Linked DNA regions of Zea mays: region 1 is linked to region 2. A link is a contact called in public Hi-C data. All regions are on one chromosome and are shown on one strand. The core of a region is the stretch at or near the end of the contact, and the rest is flanking DNA. Distances in the headings are between cores, read along the strand shown. Region 1 holds the start of LOC103651447 (CASP-like protein 4U1). Region 2 holds the start of LOC100194330 (putative protein kinase superfamily protein).

Region 1 (6,504 bases), core at 827-3,326, 140 kb before region 2:
GATGGTTATTGAGCATTGAAAAATCATTAACCATTTCTCGATTTAGGAGGTCGTTCATTTCTTACGGAATAGAGGCATGCAACAATTTCTAGCCGGTTTGTTTCTCTAGTTTATATAAGTTTTGATCAGCTGGAATGATTTATGTTCTATTTCTGGACAAACGAACAAAGTCTTAGTGTAGATGAGAATCTATAAAATGAGATAGCCAAACGGGCCGACTCGACTCACGGTCCGTGTTGGGCATAGCCCGGCCTGTTTTAGGCATGGCCCGCTAGGCTCGGCTATTGAATCGGACTGTGCCGGATGGACCTACGTGTCGCGGCAACGCCCAGGCACGGCCTGTCGACCTGCTAGCCGTATTTGGCCGGCCCAGTAGCACACTATTCCATGTGAGTTTATTGTATAATTCAGCAAAAAATGTGTCATTTAGAGACTCAAACATGCACCCATATATATAAGAGGCTTAAACACATCCATCTAACAAGTGATGCAGTTTTGTTGTGTTATATGTTAAATTCATACACTAAATATATATACGATTAATTTTAAAATAAAAAATATAACCGTGTTGTGCGCGTACCAGCACTATGGGTTGAGATGATGGCTTAGACACAACACTATAGCCGTACCGAGTTAGACACTTGCTCTATGCTAGACGGGCCGGGTCCTCAGCCATGATTTTTTATGTTGTGTCTGGACTGACCTATAGTGTTAGTGTCAAATGACCCTCTATAGAATGCAGAGCAACTGCCAATGACCCTCAGATGGATTTTTATGTATTTATTTTTCAAATTTCGTTTCAAATTCCTTTTGTTTTAGAATGTGCTTGTAACAACTCCCGTCCACGTCCGAAGGAAATATGTAAAAAAAAAGGAGCCGAGACGAAACGCGTGGGGGCGAAGTGGCGATCACTGACCTGTACTGCAGGTGGTGGGCGTAGTAGTCGCCGGCCCATCCGGACGTCCGGGCGCTGGCAATGACCGAGAAGGCCGCGAGGCTGAGCACCGCCGTGGCCAGGCGCAGCGTCACCGACAGCTCCCTCCGCTCGCCGACCGCGGCCACGGCCGCCACATCGGGGGGCACGGATGATCCCGCGTTCTCCGCCGCCGCCGCGTGCTGCTCCTGCTGCTGGTCGAGGCGCGCCTTGCCGAGGTGCAGCGGCGACGTGACGGCCTCCTCGACTGGGTCGAAGCGAACCGCGACCGCAGCCGTGGCGGCCGGCGACGGCAGCGGCAGCGGCACCTTCGTCTCTGCGCGCTTGGGCGTGCTCTGGCCGCTCCTGTTATTATTGTTGTTGCTGCTGGTGTCGACCACGGGCGCGGGAGTCAGCGGCGACGGAGGCGTCGGCGAGGGCGACGGAGAAAGGGAGTTGGTGGCGGTGGCGAGCGACCTCTGCGAAGACGGCGACCGGGCGAGGCCCGTCGCCAGGCGGAGCGGCTCGCGCGCCGCGGCCTTCGCGCCCCCTTCTTCTCCTTGCCCGTTCTGCGCGGTGGGGGTGGGTGGGCTGGGCGGCGGCAGGAGGCGTGGCGCGGCGAGGCGCATGGGCGAGAGCTGCGGGCTCTTGGGGGCCCCGTCGCTGGGGAAGCTGGCCTCCTCCCGCGGCGACCCGTCGGCCAGAGACGGCGGCGGCGTGTGGTACTCGTCGCCCGGCTGTGACGAGGGAGACGGCGGCGGAGGCGTCTCCAGGGGCGGGGGAGGAGTGGGCACGGGCGGCGGCGACCTGTCCGGCGCCGGCGTTCGCGGTGTCGACGGCATGGTGTGCGTGACGGGCGGCGGCGACCTGTCCGACACCGGCGTTCGCGGCGTGGACGGCATGGTGTGTGTGACGAGCGGCGGCGGCGGCGACCTGTCTGGCGCGGGCGTCCGCGGTGTGGAGGCCATGGTGTGTGTGACGGACGGGCCGATACCGCGCGCGGAGGGAGAAAGGGATCGGGGAGGGGAGGAGTTGCCGTGTGTATATGGCCGTATGGGAGGTTACGTGTAGCTTTCCCAGTTTTATGCTCTTCTTTCCTTTCGTTTCGTTCAGTTCCCTTCCCTCGTCGCACTTTGCTTTGTGGAACTTCCGTCCCACCTGTTTTGCTGCCTCTACGCAGAGCCCAGTGGCAGGCGCAGAGCCCAGTGGCAGCACAGCGGCTGTTACAGTTTTTTTTTTTTTGTCATCAGAGGGCTAAAGTCGTTTACGAATTATTCACGATGATTCCGCTTTCATTGATTTGGTTTGGCGGCAAAAAGGCGTTCGTTTTGCATGGTTCGTTCCTGATCCTGGGCTCGACTCGTCCTGGAAGCTAGGTGACACGCACAGATCCAAACTATTGCTGCTTTTGACATTGTAGAGTTCGACTACGCCCGACCGGCAGATGCAACCCCTGTCTCCGATGGCGAATGGCGCTGCCGTCGTCCTCGACCCCCAGTCTCCGTTGAGGGGGGCCCTTTCCTCCGCGGGCGGGGGGAGCGCTTCCCCTGTCGTCGGTCTCGGGAAGCCTCCATGCGCGGCGTGCTCGGGGTCCTGCCCCCAGGCCTGTCCTCGCCCAGATCCGGTAAGTGCCTCCCCAATCTCGTGGCCTCTGTGCGGTGTGGTTCCTCCCAAACGCGTTCAAGATCTCCCCCTCCCAGATACTCCGCATCCTGTTCCGCACTGGTTTGTTGGACCCGTTCAAGATCTGCAATCTCGGCCTTCATTGCCGCGTCTCCCTGCGTCTGATTCATCCGACAGTGTGGCAGTCTACTCGCCGGGCTACCATTTCCCCTACAAGGCGGAGGGGGCTTTGGATTCTGGCTGTGTGTTGTCCCATCGCCGTGCTAGAGGGGCCCCTGCCGCGTCGCGTGTGTGCAGTCAGCCATCCCCTGCAGCTCCCAATGTCAACGAGGGGGGATGGTCTGTTGTCCGGCCGCGGCATTGGTGGCGCAAGATCTTGCAGGATCCTGGTGGTGCTCCACGGAACCTTCAATCGGACAAGAAAGGCTCTAGACTTTTCAAATTGAAGCTCAGGGGTAAATGCTACAACTGCCTCTCATCTGCACATCTCGCGTTCCGCTGCTCGGCCCCTACGCGCTGTTGGCACTGTTTGAAATCCGGGCACCGGGCGAGATCTTGCAGCCAAAAAGGATACCAGGGACCATTCAATGCTACGCTCGTCAACACTGAACCAACCAAGCAGTCATCAAGGGGTTCCAACTACCAGGAGTTACTGCCAATGCCCAGCATCCCCCATAAGTACCAGGTCCCTTCCCAGGAGTCTTCTCACGGTCAGCTGCACCCAATCCTCAAGAAGTCCTACCTTCAAGCTGTCCAGGAGGGTCACGGTATGGAGGCGCGCTACCCAGGAGATCCTAGGGGGAGGCCTGCGCGTGCCTTCTGTGCGGTCTCGGCGACCGGTTCCTTTCGTCGTCGGAGAGATGAGTTGATCGACAAGGCCATCGTCTGCTCCTTCGACGGCAACAGCCATGAGGTGGACACTCTTTCCGCAGGGGACATGCTGAGGGAAAAGTTCAACCTGCACCACGGTCAGTATCAACTAGTCAAGCATTTCCCTGAGCAATTCTTTATCGTCTTCTCGGACCCGAGGTCGAAGCAGTGGGCGCTGGACAGGAGATCGGTCTCGTTTCGAGGCCGGATTTTCCATTTTGGGGATTGGTCGGAGGATTGCTATGCTAGAAAGACTAACCTTGAATTTAGAGTTAAAGTCCGGGTTGAAGGAATCCCGGTACACTGTTGGGGGGAAGAAGTGGCTTCAAAGGCCTTGGGCAAGAGCTGTGCAATTCACTATGTGCAAGAGCGCACAAGGCGTAGGGAGCGCACCAGGTCATTTGATCTCTGGGCTTGGTGCTCTGACCCTTGCGACATCCCTAAAGAGGTCTTGCTAACTGTTTTAGAGCCTGACAGGGAGCTGCCTCCGGTCAACTCCCCTCTAACTTTGGTTGGTGCTCAGCACGATGCTCCTGCTGATCTGAAACCTGGTCATGTCTACACTCTACGCAACCACATAGAGGTGGTGGAGGACCTCTCTTTCCTTAGTGGGAGGGGAGCTAGTGGGAGGGGAGCCAGGGGGGGTCCGTCTAACCGCAAGCAGCGCAGGGAGTTTGTTTGGAGCTATGGTGCCCCGGACTCAGTGGGCGAAAAAAGAGATCGTGCTGAAGATTTCAGAGGAAGAGAGACTGTGCGTCGTGACTGGGATCATGATGATGATAATGGGGATTTTCAGAGAGATAGACGCAGCGGTAACCGCCGACATCGCAGCCTGTCTGGATGGGCGCGTTCGTCGCGATGCCGGGGGGGTATGGATGACTGCTACAGTTCCAATGACAGGCATGGGCGATCGACTCCATTTCGTCGCCATGGCTGGGGGATGACGCCGTCATCCCGCTGGGTACCCAAGGCAAAGGTTAGGACAGTCTCTTTTGCAGACCCCATTGTTACTGCTGTCTGGCCACAGGTGGAATGCCAAGGGAGACCTAAAGATGGTGGAGGCAAATCCGGTTCGTTGGGCGCTGTTAACATGAATTCATCGCTGGGACCTTCTACCTCTACGCGCAAGGTACCACATACGGTCAAGCTCGCTAATGTTTTCACCTCAATTCACAATAGTTTAGACAGTGTGCTGCCTTATTCCTCTAGCGACAACCTGCTAATTAGGAGCACGAATATTCCAGCCAACACACCAGCTGCCCAACCGATTGAGCTTAGTGAGGATTCAGAATTGTTTTCATTTCAAAACTGTTTAAACAGCGCCCTGGGGGTCTGCCCAGGTGTTGATCTGGGCGCTGTCAGTCCGGCCGGGTGTTTAGAGCCTCTTCCTGCGATCGTTAATCAAGATACTAGCGACAACCTTCTCAATCTGTGCACAAATAATCCAGCCAACACACCAGCTGCCCAACCGATTGAGTTTAGTAAGGATTCAGAATTGTTTACATTTCAAAACTGTTTAAACAGTGCCCTGGAGACCTGCCCTAGTGTTATTCTTGGCACTGACGGTCCGACCGGGAGTTTAGAGCCTCACCTTGCGATTGTTAATCAATATACAGATTGCACCGCGTCTGTTGCTGATTAGGCTGTTCCTGCTGATAGCGGCTATCAGGTTCCTTTAGGGGCTTCGCCTGCTCTGGGAACAGGGTCCCATCCACAGCTGCTTAATTTCATTGCTGAGATTACCCATCCGCCAGAGCCACCTCTGATTCCGACCCCACCAAAAAGACATACTTTAAAACTCCAGAAGCAATCCACCACTAAAAGGGCAAGTGTTAGGCTGGCTGCAAAACATCGTTTTAAGTCCGGGAATAACAGAGATGCAATATCCAAAGCCCAGGAAATCCTACTGGCCAAGCTTAACAACTCGGCAGCAAAAAATGTCGGTCGCTCTAATTCTTCTAATCATGCTGATTTCGATGATTCACTTGAACAGGTGGCAAGTTTTTTCACAAAACCTCTTCCCAAGAAGCATATGGAGGCAATCTTGGAGTTGATAAATCAAGATATTGTGAAGACAACGAAGAACAAAAAGAAAGGGAGAAAGGTGACACCTGCCCTCAAGGCTGTGGATGTGGGAGAGAGCTGAGCCCCTGGTCTGGGCACGTCGGTGGTGATTTTGGTGAACAATGTATCCTCAGATGGATAGCCTCGCTCGGCGCAGCTCCGTTCCATACGTTCTTGGTTGTACCTCTGCTAGCTTTAGCGATTATAGGCAGTGCCTTTTGTTCCGTGGCATGCCTTTGTATCTCTGCCCTTTTGGTTTATGGTTTGGGGCTGAACTGTGTCGTAGCTCAACATTCCACTGTTTTATGGCCCTAGCTTCTGTTATTTTGGTTCTGCAGCGTCTCTTGCTGTTTGATGAGTGCTGGCAGCTTAGTATCTCAGCTTCTGTTATTTTGGTTCACCAGAGTCTCTTGCTGATTTGTGTGAGCTGGCAGCTCAATGTCTCTAGTAGACTGGATGTTTTTACCTTATGAATCCGAACTGTTCTATTTTTTCTTGGAACGTGCGGGGGTTAAATGATCCCGCTAAGCGCGACAGCGTGAGACATACGATTCTGTCCACCAATGCTTCCATTGTTTGCCTTCAAGAGACAAAGATTTCGAGTTGGACAAATGTCGTATTAAAGGAAACAGTAGGCGCCAAATTAGCCAACCAATCTTTTCACCTCCCTTCTTTGGGCGTCTCAGGTGGCATCCTTATTGCCGCTGATCCTGATTTTTTCGACATGACTCTCTTGCCAAGTTCAGCAGCATATTCACTATCGGTGAGGATCAGTTCTAGGCTGGAGGACAAGGTGTGGGACCTCACGGGGGTTTACGGGCCACAACTAGAAAATGAGAAAATGATATTCCTCTCTGAGCTCCGGTACATCCAATCAATGGTCAGACCAGAATGGATTCTCCTAGGTGACTTCAACATGATCAGGAGAGCAAGAGAGAAAAACAAAGGGTCAATCAACAGAAGAGTGATGAGGCAGTTTAATAACACAATTGATGATCTGCATCTCCTTGAACTTGAGCTAACTGATAGAGCAT
Region 2 (6,418 bases), core at 2,666-5,165:
ATTGCGATCAAACTCACTTGTAATTGAGGCAAGAGACACCAATCTTGTGGTGGTCCTTGTGGGAACTTTGTGTTCCAAGTGATTGAGAAGAAAAGCTCACTCGGTCCGAGGGACCGTTTGAGAGAGGGAAAGGGTTGAAAGAGACCCGGTCTTTGTGACCACCTCAATGGGGAGTAGGTTTGCGAGAACCGAACCTCGGTAAAACAAATTCTCGTGTCACACTCATTATTCGCTTGCGATTTGTTTTGCGCCCTCTCTCGCGGACTCGATTATATTTCTAACGCTAACCCGACTTGTAGTTGTGATTATTTTTGAGAATTTCAGTTTCGCCCTATTCACCCCCCTCTAGGCGACTTTCACCCACGGGTGCAACAAGCCAACAACCCACACTCGGCCCCGCTACCCCGATCCATCGCCATAAATCCGCTACCTCCTCCTCGAGTCCTGCTTGATCGCCCCATGCTCGACCAGTCGACCGGACGGAAGGGCAGCCCCGACCGTGACCACAGTGCGATGTGCGACGAGTGAGGGCAGTGGCGGGGGTTGCGACCAACGACGGAGAGCCACACAAAGAAGCCCGTCGGCGATGTTTTCCTCAAGGTTCGCTCGCTCATTCCTTCCTTCCTTGTGCTATTGGCGTGTGATCCTAGCTAGCGCTCTCTTGATTTCATCCTTATCCACGTGAATCCTGGATCACACTGCATGCAGATCGGATTACTGGAAGGTCAGACCAGCTGCTCGCATTCACTGGTGCACGGTGTGGGAGCTGAGAGCTCCGTTCCTATGGCCGGGCCCCACCTCTCTTGGGCCCTTGTGCAGATACGCAGAGGTAGTGTCCCCTAATTTATTTGTCATGTCCCCTAATTTGTTTGTCAGAGCTACTTGAGGATGTCAATGAGGTATGGCTCCACTGGTTCATCAGTATTCAGTAATTACAAGGCATTATGAGTTACCATGCTCCCTCCTGATAAGCTAGCTAAATGTGGTTATCAGGTCTCAATAAGTATACATTTTTAAAAGTATAAATTGCTATAGACATACATGTGAGTCTTTATTTTGGAAATCACCAAAGGTTCTGAACCTGCATTGTGCTAACTCGTCAATCATTCCTGAAATGTGATTCCTTTTTTCATTCAGAGTTCGGTTGGACAAATTAAGATGGATTGAGATCTTAGTTGTTAAGGTAGAAGCAAAAGCACCACTACTGAATCCTGTAATTTAAACGGTGATAGAAGCAGTTGTGGTCTTTGATATCTTAGTGTGTTACTTGGTGATAGCAGCAGCTGCGATCTCCAATATTCTAGGGCATGTTTGCCTCCCTCTTCTAAACATAGAGATCTAAAAGCTTTAGAATGTTTTAGCTTTCTTTTGATGTCCAAATCTCTAATGTAAGGTGGGCTAAAGGTTAAAGCTAACTTTAGACCACCTGATGCATATAAGGAAGAAGGGTCCACATGCACCATTCTCTGTAGCATAGCAAAATCGAGCTTGATGTCCTTGAAGATTGATCGAGATAATATTAGTCAGTACTGAATTTAATTTTAATGACAAGTTTGTAATGGGTAGGATAATAAGGGATATGTTACAGGTTGTTGGTTTCTTGGATGAATATGCTGCTGCATAGGGTTAGGCCTAAAAGGAGAAACAGAACAGGATTGGTTTTTGTAGCTCTCCTCCCCTCATCTCTCCATGGGATTGGAATATATATAACTTTATGAGTTTATATGGAAAGCAATAGATATTGTTTATTTCCTCTCGTCTCTTCTCTCCTCTCCTCTCCTCTCCTCTCTATGCCATATTACTGCTTTTAAACTAAGGCGACACTGCAAGAGGCACTATTATATGTCAAGTTCATATATTAAGAATTTGAACTCTAGCCTATTGATGATGATAATTGTTCATTGTCTAAAATTCCTCTATTTGACCTCTATATATGTCTGAAATTCCTAAACAACATTATGTCCATGTTTGTGTGTTAATATTTTTTGGTCATTATGTCATGAGTTTGTGTTAATAATCTGAATACTAAAGCATGTGGTAGGCACCATTATGCCTAAAATTCCTATACACATTGCTTATGATTGTTTGAGGATTACACCTATCTTGAGTTTTTATATTAATAATCTGAATAGTAAGGTTCGTTGTACCTTGTAACACCTGAGTTTAGTTGTTGGCTCTGAACTCTGAATTTTTTTTACCAAATACAACATCAGATGTAATTTTACTACTGTGATTAAGTTGTATCACATATTCACAGTAGTATTATTGTGTTCTTCAAGCAAGTCAATTACAGTGGGCTTTTAGTCATGAATTTACAGTAGTCTATGAAAGATCATTCTTGAATTTTTGCCTTTAAATTGTCTTGTTAAATCTTGTATAATACACTACTAGGTGAGTGCTCGTGCGTCACAGGCCCGAGTTTCTCTTCAACGTCATCCCGGACGGCTCGTGGATGTCGTCCTCCATCTCATAACAATATAACACACATTTGTATATATAAGTTATCGAACTATTATATAATCCCGTTGCAACGCACGGGTACTGAGCTAGTGAAAGACTATAAGAACATATCATATACATAAGATCCTCTTCGTGCACAAATCTAACCTATACATTTTATCTAACAATCAATAGTTGAGCGTGCAGAGTTTTTTTCCAAATGTGCAGCTGAGCACGGGTAAGCGTGGAAGGATTTTTTTATAAAACACGTTACCTTTAGGGATGAAAACGGTCGGTAAATATATAAACCATTACTGTTTTCATATTTTTTATCAGAAATAAAATCGAAAACGGTAACTCCGGAAACGGAAACGATATCGGTATTTCGAAAACATCGGAAACGAAAGTTCGGTACTGAAAATACACCGGTAATGGTCGAAATCTAAAATACGATCAGTAAACATATCAAACTTCACAATACAACAAAGTTGACAAAAGATCACAAAGACCACAAGTTCACAATTCATGATATAACAAGTTCACAATATAACAAGTTCACAAGGATCACAAATTTATAATATAAAAAGTTTATAAAGATCACAAGTTCACAATATAACAAGTTCACAATATAACAAGTTCATAAAGATCACAAGTTCACAGACTCAAAGTTCACAATTCACAATATCCACTCGATTTAGCTGACATGACATGTTTACTCATGAAATATTTATTCCTTCACAGCCTCACAGGAAAACCCTAAAATCCAGTGTGTGGAAAAGACGAACTATCGGCTCTCTATCATTATGTATTACTAATACATAACATGTGCATAGAAAAGGATGGATTCGTTCAAGAGACCAAATCGTTAATCTCAACTGCCTTCCAACACCATCTATCCCTAAAAAAATCTTAAGACGTCCAAAAAATACAAAATAAGTAATTCTTATCTAGAGACGTATAGACAATGCGAAAAAAATCACATGATGGAAAATTCCGAAAAAAATCTGAGACACAATTCCGGAAAATTTCGAGACATAAATCCGGTAATTTCCGACAAAAACCGGTAACCGGAGGAAACGGTCGGTAAAACACCACGCCGATTCCGATAGAAAATTCTGAAAACCGATTCTGTTTGCGAAAAATACCGTTACCGATGAATTCGATCGAAAAATTTTGAAATCGGTTTCTGAAATTCCGAAAAATTCCGAAACCGTTTTCATCCCTAGTTACCTGTTAGGGTCCGTTCGATTGACACGGAATGGAAGACCAGAATTATTCCTACCCAGATTGTTTCTCTAATTTTTATACAATTTGATCAACAAAAACTATTCTTGGTGCATTCCTTCGGAAACGAACCGGCCCTTAGTTGTTGAATGAAAGATCCGGATTGGATTTGTCGATTTGTACACGAACGGGTCCTGTGCACAGACATGTTCACAGGCGAACAGCGCTAGGTCCAAGTGCTCAGTTGCTCACACGAAACCCCTTGTGGGACCCACAACCGCAACACGAGTCCTCGGCTCCTGACCTCCGGGTCTGGCCTCCGGCGTCACTTGCCCTCCCGTACCCCGTGCGGCCGTGCCTACTTCGGCAACCCACTATCTCATGCGCTCACATGGAGACTCCCGCACGAACTGGAATCATCTCCGCCTCGCCACCTCTTCATCTTCTTCCCCAGTAGCCGCCGCCACCACCACTGCAGCAGCCAAACCACGTGACACCTCCCGCGCCGCTCAACCCCACAGCATCCGTTGCCACCGCCGCTCACCTCCCCGGCGCTCCCGGCTACAACCACTGCAAGCATGAGGCAGCCAACCAGCGCGGGCGGCGACGCTGGGTTCTTGCGCGCGGACCAGATCGACCTCAAGAGCCTGGACGAGCAGCTCGAGCGCCACCTCGGACATCCCGCGGAGCGGGTAGTTGGCCCAGTCTCTGGGACAGGGAGCCGCCGCGGCGAAACGGCCAAGCTGGGTCCGGAGGAGCTGACGCCACTGCAGCGGTGCCGTGAGGACTGGGAGATCGACCCTACCAAGCTCATCATCAAGGGCGTCATCGCGCGCGGCACCTTTGGCACCGTCCACCGCGGCGTCTACGACGGCCAGGACGTCGCTGGTATCGTTCAAGCACCCACACTACTTACTTTTTGTACAGCTGAAGCTTACGCGTGCAATAGCGATGACGAGCCAATTTTCATTGCCCATGAACTGTTCGACGACATTGCCACGCTAGTTATCTTTAGCTTTTCATGCCGTGCGCTAGAATTTGGTTTTCTAATCTGATCGATTTCTCCGCAAGTCCATACTAAACTGTGACTCTGTGACTCATTCTTCATTTTCTGTTCCCTGCTTAGAATGGTGAGCAGAATTGATCGTTAGATAGCAATGCCATTTGCTATAGGTGGTTGTTCTAAATGGTTTATTTGGCGAGTTGTTTTCGCCTGTCGTGTCATCTGTGCCTTTTCTTGCCGGCAATTTGCTAAAGTTGACACCTCTGCTTTTTCTCGGCTCCTTGGTGTATTCCGTGACTTCTGTTAGATAAGTCCCCTTACAGCTTTTTGGTATGTAACCGCTCATGTGATTCGAGCCAACCAACAGTTAAAGTTTTTCGTAGGCATGATTCATGTGTTCATCTTATGATGAGCCACTAGAAGTAAGGAGGTTAAAGAATAAAGCTGGCGATTTAGGCAAAAAGTCGCAACATGCGATTGATGTTGCACTTTTCAGGGGACCAGGGAAATTGGAAAGCATCTGAACCGGGTCAATGTTTCAAAAAAAAAAAGATAATAAATACACTGAAATTTGCAGCCAGAAGTTTAAATTAACATTTTGGCATTGTCCCGCTAAAGCAAAATCACATGACTCATGAGAGCATCTCCAACACAGGTCCTAAACTGGGTCTTAAATTGAAATATAGGACTTAAGAGGAAAAAAAAGCTTCCAACAGGAGTCCTATTTCACTAAATTTTGTCAATTAGATTTAAGACTCGGTGTTTGGGTCCTAGATATAGTACCCACGGAGTGGGGCCCTATCTTTCTTTTTTTTCTTCTGAACCCAACCGATTCCATGCTCTTCCGCTTCCTGCTGCGACTCGCCTGAAGCCGCCGCCCCCAAGCCACCGCCTGGCCGTCTCCCCCAGAATCCACCCGCCTGGCCGCCTCCCCAAGCCACCGCTTGGTCGTCTCCTCGCCTGAAGCCGCTGGCTGTCTCCCCCAGAATCCCCCCGCCTGGCCGCCTCCCCCAAGCCACCGCCTGGTCGTCTCCTCGCCTGAAGCCGCCGCCCGCATGGATCCCGTCGACCAAGGGGCGCCACACCCCAAACAGCGCCGCCGCAGCTCCAAATCCCCCTCAACTGCGCCGCCGCAACCACAGCAGCGCCGCCGTACCTCCTTGCTTGCTGCCCTAGATGCGATAGGGAGAGTAGAACCTGGCACCTTCGATAGTCGACAGAGCACACCATCGGCATCTGTACATCGATCTACTGTGGGCAGCGCTGATCCCTCGACGGTGATGCCTGATTACAGGTATTAATACATGACTGTTGTTAATTCTGATTGTGATCAGGGAAACTGCGGGGCATCCTTTGGCGGCAGATTTTAACCGGTAAAGAAAAAGTGGCGGTAAATATTTTAGCGGGCAACAAAAAAAACAGTAAAGGGCTCGTTATAGGGCCTGCTGTTGGAGTTAGAAATGTTAATTAGGCCCTAAACTCTTCAAAACAGGTCTCATTTTAATTTTTAGGACTCCTATTTAGGACCCATGGTTGGAGATGCTCTGAAAAAGCAGAAGCAATTTGTATGTCCAGAACTTTATCTCCCTTTGCATGCTGCCCTCTCAATATGTTTGGCCCACCATCCAATTTATTCACTTATATTCTTAAAATTGGATTAGAATGTTATATCAAATGTGTCCTAGGCATCCATAAGTGCTTTTCAATTATTCGTTACTTTGGCTGTGTGATGGTTCCAGTTTCCTCACTGTC

Evidence for each region. Hi-C and Micro-C count contacts between places; a contact is called where the count stands out from the background.
Region 1: a Hi-C map of endosperm shows a contact between it and region 2, with 2.5 times the contacts expected there. The contact joins the promoter of LOC103651447 here to the promoter of LOC100194330 in region 2. A contact is called at or near these places in 7 of 25 Hi-C or Micro-C datasets (bundle sheath, ear, endosperm and 1 more).

Annotation. Positions count from the first base shown.
Region 1 is chr3:220,887,116-220,893,619 of Zm-B73-REFERENCE-NAM-5.0, reverse strand. It overlaps LOC103651447 (CASP-like protein 4U1), which reads right to left and starts at 2,076. Exons shown (of 3, transcript XM_008677075.4): 1 at 917-2,076. The coding sequence starts at 1,881.
Region 2 is chr3:220,747,064-220,753,481 of Zm-B73-REFERENCE-NAM-5.0, reverse strand. It overlaps LOC100194330 (putative protein kinase superfamily protein), which reads left to right and starts at 3,915. Exons shown (of 6, transcript NM_001359458.1): 1 at 3,915-4,551. The coding sequence starts at 4,242.